2 separate regions of the Mus musculus genome follow, and region 1 is linked to region 2. Evidence: chromatin contacts called from public capture Hi-C data. All regions are on one chromosome and are shown on one strand. Each heading gives the region's core, a stretch centred on a gene start, on an enhancer-like site or on the middle of the called end of the contact. The rest is flanking DNA. Distances are from core to core; before and after follow the strand shown. Region 1 overlaps Mgam (maltase-glucoamylase). Region 2 overlaps Clec5a (C-type lectin domain family 5, member a).

Region 1 (6,282 bases), core at 1,127-3,626, 160 kb after region 2:
TATGAGATGTGTGTTCGCTGGATGCAGCTGGGCGCCTTTTACCCCTTCTCCAGGAACCACAACACCATTGGGACCAAGGTATGATGTCAGCTTTCTCATCCATATTATTTCACTGCATATATATATATATATATATATATATATATATATATATATATTACCAGTTTTTGAGAGCATTCCGGCTGTCTGTGTTACCTGGTGAATCTTTAAATCCATTAATGCCTTTCCTATAAATCATAGTTTTCAATATTATTTTGGTTATTCTTTTTGCTTAGGGACTAATTTCCATTATAGCTCATATAGAATGTTTTAATGTTTTTTTTTTAAAGTATGCTGATGTTTCCCAGTCCATTACAAATAATCTAGGGGTCCCATATATAATTTTCTTTAGTATATGATATTTTAAAGATGTTATATAGTTTAAATATGTCTTCAATGACCTTGAATTCTTAGGTGTCTGGGTGGGTTGTTGAACACTTTCCTCATTCTGTTTTAGAGACAAGACCCTGTATCCTGGAATAAAACCTTTGAGGATATTTCCAGAAGTGTGTTGGAAACCAGATACACCCTGTTGCCATATCTCTACACCTTGATGTACAAGGCCCACATGGAGGGCAGCACAGTTGTGCGGCCCCTTCTCCATGAGTAAGTGTTGAGATGGATTTCTGTTAATAGACATTGTGTTTAACCTCTTAGGTAGGGGTTGATTAAAACACTTCTTCCACTCTGAAGCTGTGACTCTCTTTTGTCAGTAATGTCCTGGTGGGTCTCATCCTTTACCAGTGCTTACCACAGGTCTTCAATGAAAGGCCAGCCATTGAATTAAAAAAAAAAAAAAGAAAGAAAATGACTTTTTAACATGGTGAAATAGTTTGAAAACAACTGTTTAAAGAGGCCTTTAAAGGATCTAACATTCTATAGCATTATTTTTTCTTCATATGACATCCTTTACTTATATTATATTATATTATATTATATTATATTATATTATATTATATTATATTATATTATATTATATACTTTAATCCATTATTTGTTCAGGTTACCTCCATAAGTATTCTACTGAAGATTTAAATTGAAAATGTGCCATAATGAAGAAATAGCTTGTCCATCAACACATTTCTCAAAAATATTTGAGGTTCTGGAATCAGGACAAATGGGATACTTTGAGCTGAGCAGAAGCACAGGAGGCAGAGAACACATAGGGTCTCTGACATGCGTTTTAACTTGAGAATTTCTTCAGTGCATTAAGTCAAATTCCTACTGAGGTCTGGTTGTGACACCTTCAATTTCCTTTCCAGATTTGTGTCAGACCGGAAGACCTGGAATATAGACAAACAGTTCCTGCTGGGTCCAGCTTTCCTAGTCAGCCCTGTGCTAGAGCCTGTGAGTATGGAGGCCTCTGAGAACTGGAGAATCCCAACTGCTAGGCTGAGTAAATATGGAGAAGGAAGTGAGGAATGAGATACATCCTCAAACAGGGTTTCTTGGTCTATATTTGTCTAATGGTTCTTCAGAGTAGAATTCTGGGTCTTGAGTTTTCTGCCCTCAAATCCTTCTTTACATCAGTCAAGAGGAATATTGTTCCACACTTTATATAAACATGATTGTTTTCCCAATGACTACAATGAAACATGTAGAATCATGTGTGGGACGTAGTGTATAGATTCTTCATAGCCTCTTACCATATATAGCTGAAGTGCTCAGAGCTGCTTGCAGCAGTGTGCCCCCCTTGTGTCTGGGTGTACTTGACTTCCTTGTGTGGTTACACGTACAACAGGAGATGTTTCTTTACAGCTTCTGTATCTAGGTGAGCATGTAACTAAACAGAAAAGCGAATTAAACCACCTTGAAATACTTTTGAACCTACAGATTTTTTTCCCTGCTTTATACCTAGCCTTGGGTATTGTATCCTTAGAGAATGGATGGATAAGTCTTCAAGCAGGAGGTGGTCATTTTCTTTGAGTTCCTGTCCCCCAAAGGGCTTTAGTGAAGCTTCTAGTTTTTGTTGGGCCATTTCCACCCGTAGAAGTTGGGTAAGAATACAGGAGTTCTCAGCATTGGTGATATTAGGAAGCTGGGGTAACTGTATCCAATTTCAGCTCTAGTATTTTATGCCAGGGTACCTGGCAATTTGCTTACTCTGTCTCAAATTGCAATACCCACATGTGGTCTGTGTTTAATTTCAGAATGCCCGAAACATCAGTGCATATTTCCCCACAGCCCTCTGGTATGACTATTACACGGTAAGTTTGCTAAATGTTTATAAAACCTGGCAGTGTCAGAGTTCAATGTCTTTGATTATGACAGACTCATAAGACAACATAAGAAAATATGACTCTGGAAATCACCTGCTATGGTCTGGCATGAGCCACTCAATCCTTGTGAGCTAAATTTTCTCACTTCCTATTTGTATCAGACAAGTGTTAGTCACTCTTTTAGAGAAGTGCTATAAAGAAACATGTAATCTTGTCATCTTGTGCCTGGCTTGATGTAAACAATATCTTTGCTTATATCATTGCTAGCTACATGGTAAACACAGTGAAAATCTCTTTTTGTCTCCCTGACACCAGAAAGCACTTAATAGTGATGTTTGATTACATTTATGTTTACATGAGTTCGTTCTTTTCCCTTCTGTATTTCTAAGTGTCTGCTGCTGTTGCACAGATGCTCAAAGAATTACTCCATATGATTAGCTGAGACAGGTGAGATATGGCACTGTCAATGAAAAACACAGATATTACTTCAAAAAAGAATATGAAGTAATTTATTTGGTGTCAAGTATGAGTGGCTATGACCAGGGATCAAGGATTCAAGTTGCCTCATATGACATGGTGCACTGTGAAAACAGATACAGGAACTTTTTATAGTCCTATAGGTGAACAAATAGCTGTTCAGCTTTTACAGAAAGCTGAAAGTCGGGACATTTATCACATAACTTGTCTTATTTATAGAGGGGCAGAGATAAGAGGATTTAGCCAGTCTAGCCAATCAGCCTCTCCAGGTTCAGTGACAGACCTTGTCTCAAAACACCAATGGACAGACAAATACAATGGAGAGAATGTTGACTAGAGCAATCAGGCCTGCTCATGCCTGTGCATGTGCACACACACACACACACACACACACACACACACACACACACATAGATGGAGGGTGGGAGAGGAGAAAGGGAGAGAGAGAGAGAGAGAGAGAGAGAGAGAGAGAGAGAGAGAGAGAGAGAGAGAGAGAGACTAATGCATATGTACAACTCATATACAGCCACGCACACACATATGAACACATATACACACACAAACACACAGGATCTCAAACACACACACTAATGTGCATATAAATGTTCATAGAATGCCAAAGTCTAGCCCCAGTCTTTAGAAGTACAGTTACTGAGGTGGGATACAGCGTTGGATAAAAGCCAAAGACTGATAATCTTTGGCCTTGTAACTCTCTGTTACTATTTTGTGTCTAAAAGCCACTGGTTTCCTACTCTTCTGTGGCCTAATGCCTCTGGTTTCTGGCACTTAACTCCTGCTGTTAGCATCAGGGGATTAAGTAAAGGAGCTTTAGTTGCTGGGGATCTTTGCTCTCTGGCTCACAGACCCCATCACTGGCTAGGCAAGAGGCTTGGAGCTCTTTAACATTTTGTGAATCAGAGAAAAAAGAAAAGAAGAGAAAGAAAGGAGGAAATAAGGAATAGAGAAAATTTGTGCATGCAGAATATATACTTGCTCAACCTAGATGAAGCTGAAGAAAGCTGCACTATCATTTTACTGCCATTTCTAGTTTTTATACTTTGTTAGGATAATTGATCACATGGTTTCCCAAGCATCTTTATGTTCCATAAGTTCATAGCAAGTTCATGTTATAAAATGACAAAGAATTACAGCAGAAATGTTGTGTCTTTCAATTAAGACTGGCACCTGACTAAATATTGATTATCTATCTTTTAGACCTATAAGATCATTATAAGTTTAAAGCTATAATTTTTATGTCACAAGTCAGCATGGTTTTGCCAATAGACAAACCATCTGCCTAGCATATTATTACTTTGAAGTTTTGAATAGATAAATGAGTCAATATTTTACCTTTTGTCTTTGCACTTTCAATAAGTTGCACCTACAATATATGGTCCAATTCAAGCTTATGATCTTTAGTTACCAGATAGTAGTCTCACAGCTAACCTAGAAGGAAAGTTTTTCCTTATTGTAAATTTGTCCCAAACCTGCTTTCTTATTCTAGTGCGTCTAGCCTATGGCAGATGAAGATTTACAGAGCTCTTTTTGCAGCATTTAGAGGGCTCAAAATTACTTGTATAAATTTAGGAATTTTATAAAATCCTTATTAGGGATTATGAAACCATCAATTTGTCTACACAGTGTTACTATATGAGAGTACATGTTCATGTTGATCTGTAGAAAATCTACCCCATAGGATGGGCTAATGCCAAGAATCATTAGGCTATGTAATGGTGACAGAAAAGGCATACCAGCAGCAAAAAGCAATCCTGGGGTGAAGTGTTTAAGGACCTTGTATTCTTAGAGGTCACCCATCTCAGACTTACAAAACATTGGGCCATTTCCATAAAATGTACTTGTGTGACTTTAGCCTTTCCTAGAGGCTTCTGACACTATACAGTAACAGTTTACAACCTGTAGGTCAAGACCTCTTTAGGGAGAGTTAAACAACCCTTTCACAGGGGTCACCTAAGACCACCAGAAAACACAGATATTTATATTATGATTCATAATAGTAGAAAAATTATAGTTATAAAGTAACAACAAAAGTAATTTTATAACTGGAGGTCACCATAGCATTAGGAAATGTATTAAAGAGTCACAGCATTAAGAAGGTTGAGAACCATTGATATATAACCATATCCATGTGTGTATACATATAAACACACATTTACAATAAACACACTGATCACCTGACACATGTACAGAGACACACCATATTATAGTATAGCATAATAAAAAAGAACTTTCTAACCTAATTGTTAATGGTGCTTGCACTGACCAATGTATATTAGAGCTGAAAGGATCAGTGGACATATGCCCTAATTCCTAACTTAGAACCTATCTTTGCTAACCACTTTCAAATTAAAAAGTAGTTTTCTCTAAGGGAGGCTCACTAGGGAAACAAATTACTCTTCATGGTAGGCTGCATGCCTAGCAGTAGATGGTCCACAGAAAATGGACCCAACACAATCTTTGGAGGTTCCTTGTCTCATAATGTTATGTCAGGATTCTTTTTTTTTTTGCATTTACTTGTATGTGTATGTATGTATGTATGTAGTATATATGTATGTATGTACTTATGTATAGCTTTTGGGCATAAGTTGTGATTTCTGAGTTTTCTGTTTTTATGGTATTATCGAATGTGTGAATAAATGTGATGCTTCATCTATATCTGTTTCTTCTGCCTATTCTTGGGCTCTTCTTTCTGTTTGTTTTATCCAATCCTACTTTTCTTGGTTTTGCTATATTATATTATATTATATTATATTATATTATATTATATTACATTATATTATAAAATATTATATTGCTTAGATGTCTTTTTCCATAAGGAGAGACAGAAAAGTGATAGGTCTGAATAGGAAGAGAGGTGGGGAGGAACTTGGAGGAGTAGAGAGCGGAGAAAACGTAATTAGAATATATTGTGTGAAAAAAAATCTATTTTTAACAAAAGAAATATTCAAAAAAAGTACCTGCATTATGAAGAAGCCCTACTGTGGTTGAGAAAAGTGAAAGGATTTTAGGTTATGACTCAGATGAGTGAGCACCTTTTACACACGAGGGCAGGTAAAGGTGTTAAATATAAGACAGAAAAATTCAACTCAAGAAACTGTTATGTAAATAAGCCTTCTCACCCTTATCTTTGCGTGGAGCATATACCAAAGATATTAGGAGCTTTGGGGGGCACGTAGAAGAAGGGACAGCATATCTCCAGTCAACAAAAAATAAATGAAGATATTGTCCAGTACCATCTTGCCTTAGAAACAGGGTGTATAGTGAGGGTGATTGGTGGTCTATATGAGATTCTGCAAAGAGCAGGAATTCTCCTGGATATATGGCAAAGCACAGCCAGACTTCATGCAGCTGCAAGTGAATGACCAAAGAGGGAAACAAGGTTTGGGATGGATGGTGATAACCTAGCAACAGGTTTAGGGGGGTGAGTGGGGTGTATTGCTCAGGGAAAAGTGTATGCTTACCTCATCATTTCTCCTCCTTTTGACACCAGGGTGCAAATATCAATTCAACAGGAGAGTGGAAGACCTTA
Region 2 (7,092 bases), core at 403-2,902:
CTCTCTTATTTTTCTTAAAGGGTATGCAAAGTCAAACTCCTATTCAATTTTAATATATGCCACAGGCCCAAGATCTTCAGTCTACATACATTTGTTCAAGTAAAGAGAGATTTTGTTAAGTAGTCTTGATGTTAAATCATGGTATTTTTGGGAACAGTTTTGGATGCATACCTGTAATCCTAGTCCTTAGGAGGCAGAGGGAAGAGGATTGTAAACCCAAAGCTATGCTGAGTTGCACATTGATTTCTAGACTGGTGTTAACTGTGTAGCAAGAGCCTATCTTAAAACAAAGGAGTTATAAAAGAGGGCATAAATCTATTTTATAAAGTTCTAATTCCGGCTTTTTTTGGGGGGTGGGCTTGAGTGGTGGATAAATGCTTAAAATACATTCACTACTGGAAGTGTAAAATTTAATGAAAAGTCACACAGCTTCCAGTTCAAATGTCATTTCTAATTATATATAAAATTCATTTATTTGTATAGACTTTGGGTCTGGTTGATTTTGGTGTGTGATGTTTTTATTTATATGCAAAGTTTTTTATATGCAACCTTTTAATAATAAAATTTACTAAAAAAACCCACACCAAAAAAAAAAAAAACCACAAAACAAAGGAAGGACACTATAACTTATTGCTAGAAAGGTAGTATGTAGAAAGTGCTGAGTTTCATCTTCAGCATGCCTTAAGACACAATTATGGAGGTATTTCTAGATTTTTACAAAGAGGCTGAGAGCTCAAGACTATTAACAAAATAAGATGTGTTGATATAACCATATCCTTTCCTTACATCTTAAGTTAAAATGTCCAATAGAAAGAAAAACATCATTCTCAGCAGAAGAGGTTACTCAAAGTACAAGAAAGATGATAAAGAATGGAGATGAAATAAACATCAAAATCACCATAGGAACACATTAGCATAAAGCAAGGCAGTTAGGTAACAGTGCATATTGGCAAGGGTATGGCAAATATTAGAGTCCATACATATTCCCGATGGAAGGTGCAATGGTTCAGTAGCTTTTGAAGACAGAAAGTTCTTTACATAATGTATCAGATAACAAGATGAATTAGCAGTCTCACTCCTAGGTGTATGCTTGAGAAATGGATGTTTGTAGGAGTTATAATAGTTGACAGGTACAAAGCTAAAATACCAATCAGCCATTGAAGGAATAAACAAATGGAATAGTATTCATCCATAGAATGAAATACAGATTGTATGTACAAATAACAAGCTTTGTACCACTGTAACACATGCCTGAGATACATAGCTTATCAAAAGGTTTTAGAGATTTCAATCCCTAATTAGTTGGCCACACTTTATGTTAAAAGCATACAATAGAGGACAACCGCTCCTGGCTTGGGAGCAAAATGAAAGGGCTGAGGATAGTACTGCCCTCAGAGAGACCACACTCTCAGGGACCTAAATCAATTCCAGGAGTTCCAGGCTCTACCACATTCCAATATCACAATCCTAGGGAATGAGCCTTTGATCTACGGGGGACACTCAAGATACAGACTGGGAAACTGCGATATGCTGAAATTCATGGGTGAATCTTGAAAATCTTATTCTAAGCAGAGGAAGTAGTAAAGAAGGACATACATTGTATGATTCTATTCATATGACAGCCAGCAGAAGGAACTCTGTAGAGACGGGAAGTAGATCAGGATTTCTTTTTTAGGGGACGGCTGTAAACTACTGTGAATGTACCAAACCTATTGAGCTGTACATTTCAAATGGGTAATTTAGTGGCTATTCCTGGTTGTCAAAAATTTTCGGACATGTTACTTATATTCTAATGAAGCTATAAAGACTATACCTAGTGTGCCTGATGTGTAAGGGAAAGTATCTTAGAACTTAGGTCAAAACTCCAACCCAAATGTCTTATTAATTCCATCTTAAAACTCATATCACTGCTCCCTAACAAAGGCCACATTTATTTACCCTTCACGAGTCCCTTCCCTAGTAATTGAAACAATATACACAGAGTCCCTGAATATTCTTTTTCTCATGCCAGCCCCTGTGCAGGCTTCTTTAAGAACCTGTACATGAGTAACTTCTCATCTTGTGGGAGATTCAGACTTCAACCACAGAAATCACTAGATGTCCTCATTTCCTGACCCCAGGAGTCTGCAACTCTTCTGTCCAAAGATAGGAAGTGTGGCAATGAAAGTTCCCCTTTCTCAAAAAGGACCAAGATTTCCTTTCTGTTGTCTGAGTTATGGGTCTGACCTCTGGTTAGAACACAATTGCTTCTCCCTACCATAGATTCTGCCCACCTTGTCCCAGCTTTGATGTATTAAGACTATCAGAGAACACATAGCTCATTGGGTACAAATGTAATTCCAGTATCTACTAGATCATTTCTGATGACCTTCTTCAAACAGGTTTTAATAGGAAGTACATTGTCCTATTAAAATATAAATCTGCTAATACACGAAATATGAAACCTAGAAACTATAAAATAACTTAGTATTATAATAACAGAATTCACAATTTATTTTGACTAGTAATGCACATACATATTGCTATTAGTTGAAAATAATGAATTGATTATTGGATGGTTTTAATTCCTTTAGCTTTCTATAGGCTTCTCTGTAGTTTAATTTTTGCTACTTAAAACAACCAGCACATCTCTTTTCTCCTATACTTTATGCAGCTTGTACCTTCTTGAGATAACAGCCAAGGTATCCAAAAAGTTTTCAACCTCATTCCTGCCTTTCTTTCCTTGTGATCAAATTAACCTCTGCTTCATCTCTCATGGTGCCCATTTGTCCCCAATTTTGCCTTTTCTCTTCTAATGAAAAGATATTATTTATGTCACAATAGATTTTATCCAAAACCTGAAAAAAATTTAGCTTGAGTGTTTTTCCTGGCTCCTCCTGTCTCTTTTTCTCCTGCCCATCATTCCTTTTCCCCCTCCTTCCCACTTCTCCTTTCTTCCTATCTCTTTCCTTCTCCTCCTTGTTTATCTCTGTCCTATTCAGAACTTTCTTCATTCCCTCAATATTTGTTCAGTACCAAGTCGAGCTGTAGAGGTCCTTCCCCAATTCAGAAGGACCTCTGCTTCTACGATGTTGTATGGGAATGGGAGGCTTTCTGGAATGGGGGATGTTGTGAAGCCAAGTTTATATTCTTCTGCCCATAGTGCTTCCTAACAGTTCTCATATCTGTTCCACGAGCAGTTTCTCCTCAGTGGCGTGGGCATGTTCTCTAAGGATCAAACAGTTCTGACAACAGACAAAACCCTACTGATTAGTTAAAAGGCTCAGCTCTACAGAAACAGACTGCATTTCCATATTGATTTCATCTCCAGAATCCTGGCTCTGTCTGCAGATAACTAGAATCCAGTCCCCTCTCACAGGAAGTGTGGTCTTAGGGAATACTTGGTCAGAAAGGGAGTTTTACTATGTGAAGATGTTTGTGGAGTAACAAATTGACTTTGAGGATTCAATAGGGAACTCCACCTATGGAAGATGGGCACAGTCTTTGATGCTCTATATTTCCTGGGCTGGTTTCAGTCACAACTAATCTCCTTTGCTAGCTCTGTAAAAATTCACTCTTGTAGAGATCTATGATCATTTGGCATTCATTTCGCAGATCCAGCGATAGCTGACTTCACATGATGCAGCATCATATGTCTTCGTCAGACCTATAGTGACACAGTCGAAGTTCTGGTCCTGATTGGTAACACTAAATGAAAAGAGAAAGCTTGGTTAGGCTTCTGGTTTCTACTCTGAGTTTAACTGTTTGTGATGTGAGGTTCTCATGGGAACTGCGCATGGAGGGAATACAGCTTCATGAAACCACACAACCTCCTCCTTGGCACTGAGTCTTTCATCCCAACTTAGATCCCTGCTTTTCAATACACAGTCACCAATCCAGCCCCACACCCACTGCTTTCTTTCAACTCTCCTGTGAACATTCACAGAGTCCGAGAATCTAGGTCTAACTTGCTCATATTAGGTTGAAAATATCCCATGTACTGTCACCCTAATCATATTTTAGTACTGGATGCATGTTTATAACAGGGAGATCCAAGGCAGGGCAGGAGGAGAGGGATATTTTTTAATCCTTTCCTGGATTTGAGCTTGTTCTAGGAAAAACTTGGTGAAGTTAACTGTTGGCATTCCTATACTTCCTTTCTGTCATTCAAATCCTTTTGGGCTGACTGCAAAGCCTCATTTCATTGAAAAAGTAGCATGCTATTTGGGATCAAGGGACTGTAGAATCAAATGATGGCTCTGCTCTGTTGGTATATGAAACTCAACACATTTCTAACACATTCTCACACTCAGTGCAACAGCTTGGGAGTAATGAAAGCTTTCTCCATGGCTTCCCAGTGAACACACTAAGAGGCAATTCGTACTTAGCACAGCACAGCACAGTGCGTGATGGAGAGTAGATACTGAGTGGATATTAATTTTCTTCCCCCTGTAAGGAAATCCGTTTACAGTTTGGAGACCCAGCTTGGTCCTTGTTTGACTCATTATTTCCATATGAATACTGGAATATTACAACCTCCTGGAAACTTTGACTCCATGGAGTGATGCCTTGAAGGGCTCTTGAGGGTTATAGGTTCAACTTTGAGTCACAGATAAGGCTTAGGTATATAATAAACTTTTTTCTTAATGAAGGAGCTATATCTGGGGAAATGACATGACAAATAGCTTAATGGTCTATGAAATATTATATGATGTACAGTAGCAGATTTAATGTATGATAATATATTAATATAATTTAATATAATTATAACATAATATGTTAATACAATAATATATAATATATTATTATAATATTAAAATATTATATATAAATAAAATATAAAAAGAATAAAAGTTAAATAGGAAAGAAATGGGTTGGAAGCAACTAGAAAAGTAGAATAGAGTCCAGTCTAAGTCTCTGAACTATCAGCTATCTCAGGTATCTCAGGTTTTGTCTTATGTAAATAAATATCTTCAGAGAAATGCAGGCTGTTCACGTACTTGCCATTGAACACAGAGTTGTTGATCCAGCGCCACTTTTTCTCTCCAGGCTGACGTACCAAACCAATAAAGTAATTCTCAATACCAGCTATGTCCTGAAGATACTTCTAGAAATTAAAAAAAGAAGTCCATCAGTGAGCTCTTCACCTCTGCATCCCGAGCTGGAGGTCAATGGTTGGTCTGGTTCTGCGAATCAGGAAGGCAGCCACGGTCCAGATTAATGGCCATTAATCCCTGAGAAGTTCTGCAACTTTGCAAACACAGAGTGCCTAGCTTCTGGTGCGGAAACTAATGTTAAGGATGAAGAACTTACACTATTGATAAATACCCTGGTGATGTCAGTATTGTTTTTCTGAGTCAAGCAGAAGGAATGGGAAAGGAAAACACCACAGTCAAAAACAGGTCATTTCACATACACATTTTATGTCTGGCACGATTCTCTTTGTAGAATTTTTCATCAAATCTAGAAAATTTCACACTCTCAATTAAGTTATATCAAGTGAACAAAAATGTATTGAGAGTTATAGCAAAGTATCAATGATGTGATCTTTTTCTGTAGTCAATACGCCGAGGAGGCTGGGCAGAGTAGCGCGGTGGGAGTTGGGCACACCAAAACTTAAATGGAGAGTAGAGGAAATGGAGGGCTCAAGTTTTCTCGTTCTTTCTTCTTTTCACCCTCTGTTTTCTTCCCCATCCTCTGATTCTCTCTTGCTACCTGAAAACATCTTGCTTTTCCACTTGAGTACTTCATCCTAGAGAATTTGTGGGATTCTGATTGCTGACCTTGGTCATCTGTTCAGGGACAGCCTTCCTGAAAATTCTGCCCCATCAGAGGATGATTTTTTTTTTTTTGGAGGGAGGGATAGAGGAGAAAAATATGAATAGTGTATAGCCTAGTACTTAGCATCTAACCAATGGTAAGGTTTGAAGAAGAGACAACTATAAATTGATGAACATAATGTTCTAATGTTTATATATATGATCTTTGTCAGATAACTTATTTTGGTGGAGAAGGTTATCAGTTGGTGAAGCATCTGCTGTCTAAGTGTGACTACTTGAGGTCAGATCCCTTGAACTCATGGGAAATCCCAAGGATGCAATGAACATCTGTAATCCCAGCTCTCCTATGACAGGATGAGAGGCAGAAACAGGAAGAAGACTGGGTGAAGCTAACCTCGATATGTACTGGTGAATAATAAGCCACCCTGACTCAAGGAAGATTGAAGGTGAGACTGTGGCACATGTGTGCCCACATGAACACACACACACACACACACACACACACACACACACACACACACATACACACACACACAACCATTTCTTTTCTCTAATTTCCTCATTGCATATGCATAAAATATGCATACTAATATGTTTCATGGCTTTCATAAGATAAAAGGATACAATAAACAGAGCTGCTACATAGTATTAGCCTATTTTCATTATCACAAAGGTAAAATGCAAACTTTTATCTTATTCTTTGTTTCTCACATTACTAATTATATTAACATATTTTTCTTATGTGCAATGAAATGATACATTAATATCTTAGTAACTAATATCTTCCTTTTTTACTATATACGTTAGCATCTCACAAAATATTCTGTAATTTTTCAGTAACTTATATTTTATTATATTTGACATTCATTCATTTACTCATTTTTGTGTTAGTGTATTTTGTGAGCTTATATGTATATATTTATTTGTACAATCATACATGTGGCACTTTTGGAGGTTAGAGAACCAATTGTGGGAGCTGGTTCTCTCTGAGATCATGTAAGTCTCAGAGATTGAACTCAGGTCATCAGGTCCAGTGGCAGGAAAGTTTATCTGCTAAGCCATCTTAGCAGGTTCATATGTCATTCATTCAGTTATTTTTATGTATGTATGTATGTATGTATGTATGTATGTATGTATGTATGTATTTTATTTATTTTAATTTATTTATTTTATACTATATATGTGCTCACATTTGAGTGACACAGTCTTTCTGTGGAGACCAGAGGACAGTTTATGAGAGTTCCTCCTTTCCTTGTATTATGTGACTCTCAGATCTCTGAGACTGAACTCAGGTCATCAGACTTGGTAGCACATGACTTTACCCACTGAGCTA

The links. Capture Hi-C pulls out chosen DNA fragments and counts their contacts.
Region 1: a contact with region 2 is called in a capture Hi-C map of bone marrow-derived macrophages, with 4 times the contacts expected there. The contact joins two enhancer-like sites. A contact is called at or near these places in 3 of 9 other capture datasets (adipose tissue, bone marrow-derived macrophages and pancreatic islet).

The regions. Positions count from the first base shown.
Region 1 is chr6:40,729,050-40,735,331 of GRCm38.p6, forward strand. It overlaps Mgam (maltase-glucoamylase), which reads left to right. Exons shown (of 94, transcript NM_001368875.1): 63 at 1-78; 64 at 497-645; 65 at 1,302-1,386; 66 at 2,190-2,246; 67 at 6,244-6,282. Among named protein-coding and RNA genes, the nearest start is that of Mgam, 100 kb to the left of the region's middle. Within about 2 kb of position 2,377, at least 14 of the 459 cell types and tissues checked have an H3K27ac peak or open chromatin away from gene starts, as enhancers often do. A contact at or near this core is called in bone marrow-derived macrophages, where this site is marked.
Region 2 is chr6:40,574,394-40,581,485 of GRCm38.p6, forward strand. It overlaps Clec5a (C-type lectin domain family 5, member a), which reads right to left. Exons shown (of 7, transcript NM_001038604.1): 6 at 4,980-5,086; 7 at 505-3,687. The coding sequence ends at 3,573. Among named protein-coding and RNA genes, the nearest start is that of Olfr460, 6.6 kb to the left of the region's middle. Within about 2 kb of position 1,653, at least 46 of the 459 cell types and tissues checked have an H3K27ac peak or open chromatin away from gene starts, as enhancers often do. A contact at or near this core is called in bone marrow-derived macrophages, where this site is marked.